Regions from separate parts of the Oryctolagus cuniculus genome. Here region 1 is linked to region 2. The links are chromatin contacts, called in public Hi-C maps. All regions are on one chromosome and are shown on one strand. The core of a region is the stretch at or near the end of the contact, and the rest is flanking DNA. Distances in the headings are between cores, read along the strand shown. Region 1 overlaps LOC103350414 (a long non-coding RNA gene). Region 2 has its middle 31 kb from the start of TM4SF18.

Region 1 (5,936 bases), core at 876-3,375, 320 kb before region 2:
ACAGAGAGTTAAAGCCAACGTTGAAAAAAAGAAATGGAAAAGATAACCGGAGTCACACAGATGCCAATGGACTCCCATGCAATTAAAAACTGCTTTAAAATAAACAAAATGAAAAAGCAACACCATAGGTGACTGCTGAGAAGTAGCCTCCAAAAGCTCACAATGTATTTGATCTGGATTTGTAGCTTAAGAGAAGGGCATGGGAAGGCTCGCACAACTCACCAAGCGTTCTTTCTCCACTGCCATCCATCTTTTCCTCCTGATTTTAACTAAAGCTTTTCTCATGCAAAAGATCAGAGCATAGAAAAAAACGCAAAAAAAAATACATTAAACAAATGTTCTAACACAAAGGTTAAAGGTCACTGGACAGTGAGTAACATTCACAGCTCCATATACACCAGGCTATTGGTAGCACCCATGGACAAATATCATAAGAGCCTGAAGGAGGGGTGAGGCCCCTCCTTGTGAAGAATGATCTGTGGCACCACTGTTGTGGTGCAGTGGGTGGAGGTGTCACCTGCCATGCCAGCATCCTGTATGAGTGCTGGTCTGAGTCCTATCTGCTTTGCTTCCAGTTCAGCTCCCTGTGAATGTGCCTGGGAAAGCAGAAGATGGCCCAAGTGCTTGTGGCCCGCCCATGTGAGAGACCCAGACGGAATCCCAGGCTCCTAGCTTCGGCCTGGCACAACCCCAGATGTTGTGGCCATTTGAGGAGTGAACCAGCTGATCAGGGGTCTTTCTCTCTGTGTCTCTCCGTGTCTCTCTAATACTCTGCCTTTCAAATAAATAACATGTGTCTCTTTCTTTAAAACAAAAGTGATCTGTGAAGGGTCTCATTAAATATGGTTCTCCCTTGTCTTGCAAGAAAATTGTCTCTTCCAATGCTATAATTTCTAAAAGAACCCATCCATAACCTTTTTCATTATGCATTGATATACTGCAACTAAAAGCAATTTTAATTAGCTGAGGGTAGAGATTCAGTTTCTCAAAATGCTCATGTCATAAAAGAAAAATTTCCCCTTGACACTGAAGGAAAAAAAATCAGAGCAAATTAATAGACTTTTTTGTCCCTTTTAAAGCTAAAATCATTTTGTGAGTTTATAACAGGAATATCTTACATCCATCAAGGTTTGACCCGTGGGCTCTAGCACATGGAGAGCGGAGCATCAGGAGGAATAATCTGGGCTGGGGAGGCATTCGCTGTTTTCACGCGTGGGTGTGAAGGCCCAAAGACATCGGTTGCATACCCTCCAAGACCAGGGACGCCCCCTCCCCATCGTTACCACCTGTTCTTGTTCCCCTGTGTTATTTTGAGTTTACTCATCCATCTTTCCACCACACTCCGGGCTCATCAGGCGTGGGCTCTTTCTTACTCCGTAGGGACCCTGAAGGGCCTGAGAGATTGCTCGGCCTTCAGCCATTCAGCACACTGTGTCAGCTTTTCAAGAGCATAGCAGCCAAGGCAAGAAAGTGACCCGCTGAGTGGTAGCAGTGACCTCTGCAAGCTCTGAACTCCGCCATTTTGGCCTTTTTGCTGGATAAGTAAGAGACCAAGCGTCAATTTAAAGAAAGGCTGGGTCCGGAGACTCAAGAGTCCACAGCCAAGCGAGGATTAGAACTGTGGATGAAGGGTCTATCAATCTTGGGTAAAGCAATTTCTCTTCAGCGATGCGTTTGGCTTTTTTCCTTTGCCAGCTAAGTCTGCAACCAGCCTTGTCGGGGAAAATGGCAGCTGAAGAAAAGGAAGAGTGGCCAGAAGAGGGCGCTCTCGCCACGGATATTGACAAGCGGTGTCTTTGGAACGTTACCCCTTCAACCTGGCCAACAGAGAGGCAGCACGGGATTCTTTCCTAAGGAGCTCACTTTGCTGGCCAAGTAAGAAGGGAAAGGAGAACACCGCGGGTGAAAAACGAGTGCAGAAGAATGCCACGGCGAGGCCCGCGCTCCCTCGGGGAGCCGAGCCGTGCGTGGTTCTCGGAGCGCTGCTCGCCACCTCCTCACCGCAGCCTTCCCAGGAACACGGCCCGGCCCGGGAACGCTCTGCACGGCCGACCCGCCCCTCCCCCTGCACTGCCTTTCCCCTCGGCTTCTTCCACTTGCTTCAACACGTCATTGCTCCCAGAGCTGCACCAGGCCAGAGCTCCGGGCTGTTTGCCAGCGGCCTCCAACATTCCGGGCCAGTGCTGTGAGCCTTAGAGGAAGGGCTCTCCCGGCGCCCCTGGGGACGGACAGGCGTTGGCGCCAGGCCTTGCCTTCGCCCGGCTCCCGGACAGTTCCAGGCTGAGGGTCTGCACTCCGGGGGAGGTGGGACTTTGGGTCTCCTCCTCCTCCGAGGGTGACAGTGCACACGATGGCAAAGGCACCAGAGATCGGGAGGGAGGTACCCCCTGTCATCCTGTCCTCAAAGCCCGGCCTTCCCCAAGGCCAGTGCTGTTTGGGGACATTGTGTACTAACCCAAAATGTACCTTTTTCTTAGCCTGTGTATGATTCTGTAATTGCTCCCGGCTAAGGCCCTCCTCACTCCACAGGCTCCTACTGTTTCCCCTGAGCTTGTCCTGGTCCCTGATCAGGCCTTCGCGCTGAACTAGAGTTCTCTTCCTGCAAAAAGACCTGACCCTTGAATTCTTCCACATCACCACCCACAGTTCTTCCTATGACTTACTCCAACCACAGAAGCTTCTGCATTGTTCTGTGGATGTGACGGTGCTGCCTCAGGGCCTTTGCACTTGCTGATTCCTGAGTCTGGAATGATCAGACTCAAGTGATTCACTCTCTCACTCTCATTCAAGCTTATGAGCAAATATCATGCCTCCCCTGACCCGCTCCACCAGCACCCACCACACTCACACTCTATCTCCTTCCTCTGCCGTATTGTTTCTCACTGCACTCATCACTGACTGATGTCACAGCTGACCAGCTATTTCTGTTGGTTCACTTCCGACACTGTATCGGCAGTATCTGGCACATCAGATAAAGAATACTTGCCTGGTTAGTCAGTGACAACACACCTTTCATCCACGCAGCTTCCTCCTGCAGCCCTTCAAGTTCTCCTCATTCTCCCCGCAATGAAACCAACTCCTCTGGCCTGGCGCTCGGAGCTCGCGGGCAGACGCTCTTCCCGCTGTGGCCTCGCTGCCTGTCGCGAGCTGCCCACCTGCACGGCGCCCTGAGCTCCATGCACACCTGGTAACACACCAGCTTGCATGCCTGAGTGCTTCTGCCCTTCATTCTATCACCACCTGTGGAAATCCGCCTCATCTCTCGGACTCCATCTGACGCGCTCCCTCCTCCCAGGGGAGACTTCTCTGCTCTCCCTCCCATCCCAGCCCCTGACAAGTCCTCTGTCCTCTGTTTGTGCATCTTTTCTCGGATGCCCTGTGTTGTGAATTATTTCTCTATTTGACTTTCTCTGCAGGAACACAAATTGTAGGAAGTGGGTATGCATTCCGTGAACTCCCAAGCACGCAGAGCAGGGATCTCAGTCACGTTGGGGGCCGCAGGGGTTAGAGCTTCCATCTGTTATTACTGGGCTGCAAGGGAACACAGGAATGGGTTCAGCCCATACCAGTGGGCAAGGTGGGACTAGGGAACAGGGAGCCACCACCCAGCCCCAGTACATCGTCCATGCTGTTTCCAAACCTTCAGAATTTAAAAGAAGCTGGAAATCTGGATGATTCTTAGGAAGAAAAAAAAAAAACTGTCATCCTAAAATGTCAGAGATGAATAAAGAGATATTTTTAACTGTGTGAGCAAAGCAAATCCTATCCACAGGCAGGATTCGGTCTGGGATTGGACAGTGGTAGGTTTTGAGCTCCTGTAGGACAACTGGACCGAGAGCCAAGTGCTTGGGCAAATGGTTCTCCCATTAGGCACCACTGTCAGAAACGCTGAGGTGAGGATGCTGAGGTGGGGGCAAAACTCCTGACTCCTGTTACCTATAACCCGCCTACCCCGCCTGTCTTCCCAGTCCCTGTGCATCTACTGAAAAGTCACCACTGTTTCCACACCCTCCTCCATTCCCATCTCCCCTGCACAGACCGGGGCAGGCCCTGGCCCAGCACCGGCTCTGGTTCTGCGGGCTGCAGGTAATGGGGGTGAGCGGAACTGGAGTCAGCTCAGAAGAAAGCCAGGAAAGAGATGAGGGGTCTGAAACACAAAGCTCAGGGCAGGCGAGAGGAGCCTGGCAACCCACTTTGCAGGAGGGAAGGTTGCAGGGTTGGCCAGCAGTGGTTTGCAAGTTTATGAAAGGCTCTTGCCTGGGACAGTAATGAGCTGTGCCCCCCACTGAGAACAGAGCAAACAGAAACAGGCTCCAAATGCAGCCTGCGGGTCTGGACGGTGCCTTCCCTAACAGAGGCATTTGTGAAGACGTTTGTATTTGGATACTCTTTCCCAGGGAAACAGTCCTTTTTGCATTCATTATCTGCCCCCTATGGAAAGGTGGTTCATGATGAGTGAGCCACATGCTAGAAGAAATACTTTCATGTACAGAAGAGGGCTGATGGCAGTAACTGTCTTTATTTACCTGGAGATCACTTCAGCCAGGAAGCACACAGGTACCAGGTTCAAGGACAGATAGCTATAAACAGCCATGTTCCCCCAGGTCACATGCCAAGAATGCTAAGTTTCCTGCAGACCATGAGGAGGGCAGACAGCATAGATAAATGGACAGACAGACAGCCTCTTCCTCCAGATGTGCAGAGTCACAGCAGTGAGCCACCCTCCCGGGACAGTGGGCTTGTCCCCATGGCCACCCTAAGGTCGCATTTTCTTAATCCTCTAAGTTGAAGGAAGAGCAAGGATGAGCTTTTGTCTCTAGAACTCCATCCAGCCTGGAGCTATGGTCAACTGGCCTCCAAGGAAGCCCCGGGAAATAGTCTCAGACATTTCCCGCACGGCCCATTTCCTGCCTCAGTCCCCGGAACCTGCTGCTCCTGGGATCCACCACCACCATCAGTTCCATTTGCCAGGAACACTCTCCCCCCACCATGAAGGCTAACCAGACCCAGAGGGTAGCCCAGAATATCCTGTTTCCTCATTGCTCCTCTCCCTTAGGATTTTCAAAGCGATACTGTTTTCTCTTCTCTCTCTCTCTCTCTTTGGATTTTTTTATATTTATAGATAGGTAAGTAGGTAGACACATGTGAGCTAGGATTTTTTTTTGCTATTTATTTATTTAAAAGGCAGAGTTACAGAGAGAGAAACAAAGAGACAGATCTTCCACTTGCTGACTCAGTTCCCAAGTGGCTACAATAGCCAGTCAGGATGAGGCCAAACCAGGAGCCTAGAATTCCCTCTTCCAGTCTCCCACAAGTGTGGCAGGGGCTCAGGTACTCAGACCATCTTCCAGGGTTTTCTCTGATGCATTAGCAGGTAGCTGAATCGGAAGTGGAACAGCTGAGATCCCAATCCGTGCTCCTATGGGATGCCCGTGTCACAGACGGCAGCTTAACCTGCTGCACCCCAACACCAGCCCCCTTTTCCTCTTTGTAAGAAGGCCCACTTTCAGGTAGCTCAGGGGGATGAATCTTGAGGGTGTGCACCGAACAAGTGGCCTCAGAGAAACACAGGCCCCAGGTCGCCCTCTGGGTGCAGGTACAAGCGGCCCTATCAGACGGTGTACGCAGTGGTGCGCTCAGTCTCCTGTCTCCTGCCCTTTCCACCACTTCTCAAGGTTATTTCTGAGCCTGGTGCTGTCTCATTGTGTTTGCTTCCTGTTGGACTTCCAAGGGCTTTGGTTTCTATTTTAGCACTTTTAGTTCTTAATTAATCAGAACAAAATGCCAGCATTAAATCAAGAGAAGTGCTTGGTTTTGCTTTATTTCACAGGATGGGACTACATCTAAAGGAGAGTAATTAATTGTAGATGATAAGTTATTACTGGACATCTGGAATCAGGAAGAAGTAGCCCAGGGATTAGAAAAGCTGACACACA
Region 2 (5,958 bases), core at 2,988-5,487:
GTCAGAGACATGGATGGAGTTCCTGGCTTCTAGCTATGGTCGGGCTCAGCCCTGGCTGTTGGGCCATTTGGGGAATGAACCCTGAATGGAAGCTCTTTCTCTCTTTCCCTCTGCCTCTGTTACTCTGCCTTTCAAGTAGACGTAAATAAATAAATAAGCATTAAAAAGAGGAAATATCTGGGGACAGCATTGTGGCATTGTGGGTAAAGCCTCCATCTACAACATGGGCATCCCATATTGGCAATGGTTTGAGTTCCAGCTGCTCCACTTCTAAGCCATCTTCCTGTTAATGGCCTGGGAAAGCAATGAAGGATGGCCCAAATGCTTGTGTCCCTGCACTGATGTGGGAGACCCAGAAGAAGCTTTGGCCCCTGGCTTCAATCTGTCCCAGCCCTGGCCATTGTGGCCATTTGGGGAGTGAACCAGATCTCTCTCTCTCTCTCTGTCTCTCCCTCTCCCCCTTCTTCCTCCCTCTCCCTCCCTCCCTCTTTCTCTGTAACTCTGCCATTCAAATAAATAAAATAAAATTTTAATAAAAAATAGAATATAATAGCCAGAAAAATCAAGGAACATAAAAAATTATATTGATACAGTCTTATTTTTGTTGATATAAAATGAGAGTAAGAACTAACATCACAAAAGTTTTTGCTCTAAGTAGTTACTCTTCTAGAATTAATAAAAAATTTCCATTGCATAGATTGAATAATATATTGATGATCTTAAAATGCAGGAAGAGAAAATATTCACTTGGTATAATTAATATTCTTGGCTTTCTCAAGTTTTCTGCGAATGGAACTTCTCCAGAAGCAGCCTCCAGCAGCCCCAAATGATGCATGTAACATGTGTGCTAGTAACAGCTGCTGAAGGATTTTGGAAACTCCTTACATTGGAAAATGCTTGCATACCCTCTGAAAAGCATTAAACCCAAGTAGAGAATGCTATTAAGACAAGCAAAGGAGGCTGGCGCCGCGGCTCACTAGGCTAATCCTCCGCCTGCAGCGCCGGTACTCCAGGGATTCTAGTGCCAGTTGGGGCGCAGGTTCTAGTCTCAGTTGCTCCTCTTCCAGGCCAGCTCTCTGCTGTGGTCTGGGAAGGCAGTGGAGGATGGCCCAAGTGCTTGGGCCCTGCACCCGCATGGGAGACCAGGATAAGTACCTGGCTCCTGTCATCGGATCAGCGTGGTGCACCGGCCGCAGCGCACCGGCCGTGGCGGCCATTGGAGGGTGAACCAACGGTAAAAGGAAGACCTTTCTCTCTGTCACTCTCTCTCACTGTCCACTCTGCCTGTCAAAAAAAAAAAAAAAAAAAGACTTAGATGCATAGTGAATGTCATGGAAAAAAACTTCAAGATTTCAATAAGATAAAAGCTTGCACAAACATTAAGTGCCTTGTGATCTGCTTATTTAAACAAAACATGATACATAGATATGTATTTTTATTGTGTAATATATTGTGTGAAAGAGCTTAGTAAAAGAGCTTATAATTGCATCAAATTGGTCACTGTGGTTTGTCTCCTGTGGGGGAACTGGGGTGGTGGTAGGATTGGGTTGGACTAACTGTGTTCTTAAATCAGCTCTCCAAAAATAAATGCACACAAAATCTGATTTATGTGCCAATTATTCTGGTGTAAACATTCCCACTGGGATCAATTTGAAGCTGTCAATGATTTATCAGCTGGCTTATTTAACTACTAGCTCTCGTGGGCTGCTCCAGTTGGCTGCTGTACATAGCAGTCAACTTCTCCCACCTTTGCCTGCCTTCCTCCTTCCTCTGGGGGCCTGAGAAGGGAGAAGATGAAATGAGGTGTAGGAAGCACAATGGGCAGGACTTGATTGGTCGAGTGTTTACTGGGCATGAGGGAGGGGAATCAAGAATAAAACCCAGGGTTGTGTCTCCAGTGGCTAGCCAGAGGATGAGGGTCCCTTCCCTAAAGCAGGGGACATGGAAGGGAGAGGGGATTCAGGGCTGGAGCAGATGATGAGCTTTGGAGTATGATGAGACTTAGGAGCAATGGAACATCAAGCAGAGACAAAAAGTGTCAGGCCTGCCATCTGTAGAGAAGGTGGGACCAAAGTTACAGAGCTTAGACTCGTCAGTGCACAGATGGAAACAATCGACCTGGAACTGACAAGATCACTTTGATTAACTTGGATTGAATAAAAGTGAAAAGTGCCTTGGAATTTGGGAATAAAGTTATTATAATATCAATGTAATGTAATCTATGTAGTATATATAAATATAGCATACAATTATTATCAGCTCCAAATACTTTCTATCAGTCTTCTATTGAAACTATGGAGCGTAAGTCAGAATAACTGTAAATGAGGAACTATTTTTTTAAAGATTTATTTATTTTACTTGAAAGTCAGATTTACACAATGAGAGAAGGAGAGGTAGAGAGAGAGAGAGAGAGAGAGAGAGAGAGGTCTTCCATCTGCTGGTTCACTCCCCAAATAGCAGCAATGGCTGGAGCTGTGCCAATCCGAAGCCAGGAGCCAAGAGCCTCCTTAGGGTCTCCCACGCTGGTGCAAGGGCCCAAGGACTTGGGCCATCTTCCATTGCTTTCCCAGGTCATAGCGGAGAGCTGGATTGGAAGTGAAGCAGCTGGGCCTTGAACCAGTGCCCGTATGAGATTCTGGCACTGTGGGCGGAGGCCTTACCTGCTACGCCACAGTGCCGGTCCCATGAGAAACTATTGGTAGCACTTCACATACATGCCTTCGCGAATGCAAAGCCTTAAATTATCCCATTGCTCTAATGAGAAAAGGAAGAAATATTAGAAATAAACTAGAAATCCTAAAATTTAAGTTAAATATATACTTATTCTATATCTTATCATCATGCATTTGAGTTCCTGGCGAGTTTGAACAGGGCAACAAGCTCTTCAAAAGTTGGTCTTAAAAGTTTTACCCAATTAGCCTAATATTTAACCTTGACACTATGTATATTTGTGATATGAAACTTAAACTATTTATTTATTTATTTATTTGACAGGCAGAGTGGACAGTGAGAGAGAGAGACAGAGAGAAAGGTCTTCCTTTTCCGTTGGTTCACCCTCCAATGGCCGCTCCGGCCGGTGCACCATGCTGATCCGATGGCAGGAGCCAGGTACTTATCCTGGTCTCCCATGCGGGTGCAGGGCCCAAGTACTTGGGCCATCCTCCACTGCACTCCCTGGCCACAGAAGAGAGCTGGCCTGGAAGAGGGGCAACCGGGACAGAATCTGGCGCCCTGACCGGGACTAGAACCCGGTGTGCCGGTGCCACAAGGTGGAGGATTAGCCTAGTGAGCTGCGGCGCCGGCCATGAAACTTAAATTATTAAAATATTTATTAAAGGGGACAGCATTGTGGTACAGTGGGTTAACACACCACCTGTGACCCTGGCATCCCATATCCAAGTGTTGATTCATGTCCCAGCTGTTCCAGCTCCCTGCTAATACTCCTGGGAAAGCAGCAGATCATTCAAGTACTTGGGACCCTGCTACTCATGTGGAAGACCCAGATGGAGTTCTTGACTTCTGGCTTCAGCCTGGCCCAGCCCCTGCTGTTATAGTCATTTGGGGGAGTGAACCGGTAGATGGAAGATTTTTGTCTGTCTCCCTTTCTCTGTCACTGTGCCTTTCAAATAAAAAAAAATCATTTTTAAAAGTTTGTAGAAAATGAAATTATAAAGGTAAGCTTTTAAAAATATTTATTATAAAGAATTGTTTGTTTTAGGGCCAGCGCTGTGGCGCAGTGGGTTTATGTCCTAGCCTGAAGCACCGGCATCCCACATGGGCCCTGGTTCAAGACCTGGCTGCTCCACTTCCGATCCAGCTCTCTGCTAATGTGCCTGGGAAAGCAGTAGAAGATGGCTCAAGTCCTTGGGCCCCTGCACCTGCGTGGGAGACCAGGAAGAAGCTCCTGGCTCCTGGCTTTGGATCAGCGCAGCTCCGGCTGTTGTGGCCAATTGGGGAGTGAACCATTGGATGGAAGACCACTCTCTCTGCCTCTCCTCTCTCTGTGTAACTCTGACTTTCAAATAAATAAATATTAAAAAAAAAAAAAACCTGAATATTCTCTTGCAAGTTACAAACATATCAGTGAAACTTCCTCCTTGTGATAATTATTTTCCCTGTAAAATAAGGTAGTGATTCTAATGAATTCAACTCAACACATAAACATGAGTAATATCTTACACCCCCACAGAAAGCAGCTTGCAAAGAACAGCAAAATGCCTCTCATTTCCTATCTCCTTCCACCCTGAAGATACGGGCTGTGATTTTGTGCGAGTGGCTAAAGCAAACTTGACTGGGTTTGACTACCATCTAGCGACAAAACACATTATTTATTGGACTGAGGGCTGTACTCACGATCGCCATCCAGTGCTCAGAGTTCAGATAGCAAGTTGCCATTCCTAACAAGTCAGGAAAATGGAACCCCTTTGATGGCAAAATTCCCTAGGAGAGCAGGGGAGAGCCCACACATTCTTGTAGATTCGAGTACTACAATGAGATGTTTAAAATGTTGCCTCTTTTACAACTCTGAATTGGTCCGATAGGGCTTGAAGCCACAGGGTCTACATGGGAGTGGAAAGTCCTTGTCAGGCAGTTGCTGTCACTGGGCATTGCCCTGGCTTCCGTCCATAAACCACACATAAGTATACTGATCCCTAATGCCGCATAATCATTTTCCTTTTGTAAGTTGGAGTTCGAAGGGTACACAGCACCTAGACAATATACTCTGCCCCGTGGTTACAGTACCAATCCGACAACACGGTTTTGAATGAGACTCACACTTTCTTCATTAAAGCATGAATGCATGCTGATTTGCATTTTTAAAACAGAGTGTGCATTTCTTCCTGCCTCTTCCCTGCCTTCTGCCTTCCTAAATCCCCCTCAGTTGGCTTCCACCTGAATGCTCAGCTTCGCCAGTTTTTAAATTGGAACGAGCCAGGTAGCATACTGATGATAGGCAATCACCATCTCACTGATGAATTTAACTAACAGTTACTGTGTACCTGCCATGTGCCTAGACCTGAGGTCCAGGGGCACCTCTGGGCTCCTCAGTTGCCCTTCATATGCAGACTCATATTCACTGTCAGTCACATGCAGACACAGGGCATCATGGGGGAGCATGTCAGAGCACAGCTTAGGCTACCCTGAGCTGTTGTCTCAGCTCTGAAGTTGGGACCTTGCTCCCCTTTCTTTTTCTCTGGTGAGAATTTTGCCTCAGATCCCTATCCCTTGTGGCTGGGAAACTGCTGAATATGGACGCAATTCCTTCATGCGATCAAAGACTTGGGAACATGAGCAACCTCCCATTCGCTCGGTATCTTGGATCCTCTGCTCCACATTGAACAGGAAGAAATTTACAGCCCATGAGTGGCTGCCTGCTCTTCCCTCTTCCTGCCTAGAGAGGGGGCAACCTCTGGACCTGATCCACTTCCTTCTGCATCTCAGTGCAGAGGATTAACTCAAGGCCAATTCCTAGATTCCTCCTCATGCTTTCCTGAGGCCATCAGTGAGTTCTGTTCTTCTGGAGTGTCAACTCTAATTGACACATATGTTGCCCCATTATATGTCTATAATAAGTAATATTTTAAAGGAGATTCATCATTGAAAGATGGTCATATAATATGGCAAAGTGATCATGATGGATGGATGGGATCAATACACTATTTCCATCACCCTGTATGCTCGCAGAGCCTCTGCTGAAAGACGCACCCCTCCTACAGGTGGTTCCCTTGTCAAATTGGACTAAAGAATTATGCCAGTCCTTTAGAAAATTATCTGTCAAATGTTGGAAGAAAAAAAGCTATGATCTCCCACAGACAAACCCAGGCTCTCCTTTCCTAGCTTTCCTGTTGTCTCCCGAAACCACAACAAAATTTTATTTGTTGGCCTTCTCTTCCCTTCTCGTCTCTATCACTGTCTTGCAGCCGGGACTGGATAGGGTCTGTTTAGAAAGTGGTGATT

What was found. A called contact is a pair of places that touch in the nucleus more often than the background predicts.
Region 1: a Hi-C map of psoas muscle shows a contact between it and region 2, with 6 times the contacts expected there. The contact joins two enhancer-like sites. A contact is called at or near these places in 5 of 6 Hi-C or Micro-C datasets (ear pinna, embryonic fibroblasts, psoas muscle and 2 more).

Annotation. Positions count from the first base shown.
Region 1 is chr4:132,516,665-132,522,600 of mOryCun1.1, reverse strand. All of the region lies in intron 2 of LOC103350414 (a long non-coding RNA gene), which reads right to left. Among named protein-coding and RNA genes, the nearest start is that of GYG1, 34 kb to the right of the region's middle. Within about 2 kb of position 2,125, at least 6 of the 8 cell types and tissues checked have an H3K27ac peak or open chromatin away from gene starts, as enhancers often do.
Region 2 is chr4:132,199,825-132,205,782 of mOryCun1.1, reverse strand. No RefSeq gene overlaps it. Among named protein-coding and RNA genes, the nearest start is that of TM4SF18, 31 kb to the right of the region's middle. Within about 2 kb of position 4,237, at least 1 of the 8 cell types and tissues checked has an H3K27ac peak or open chromatin away from gene starts, as enhancers often do.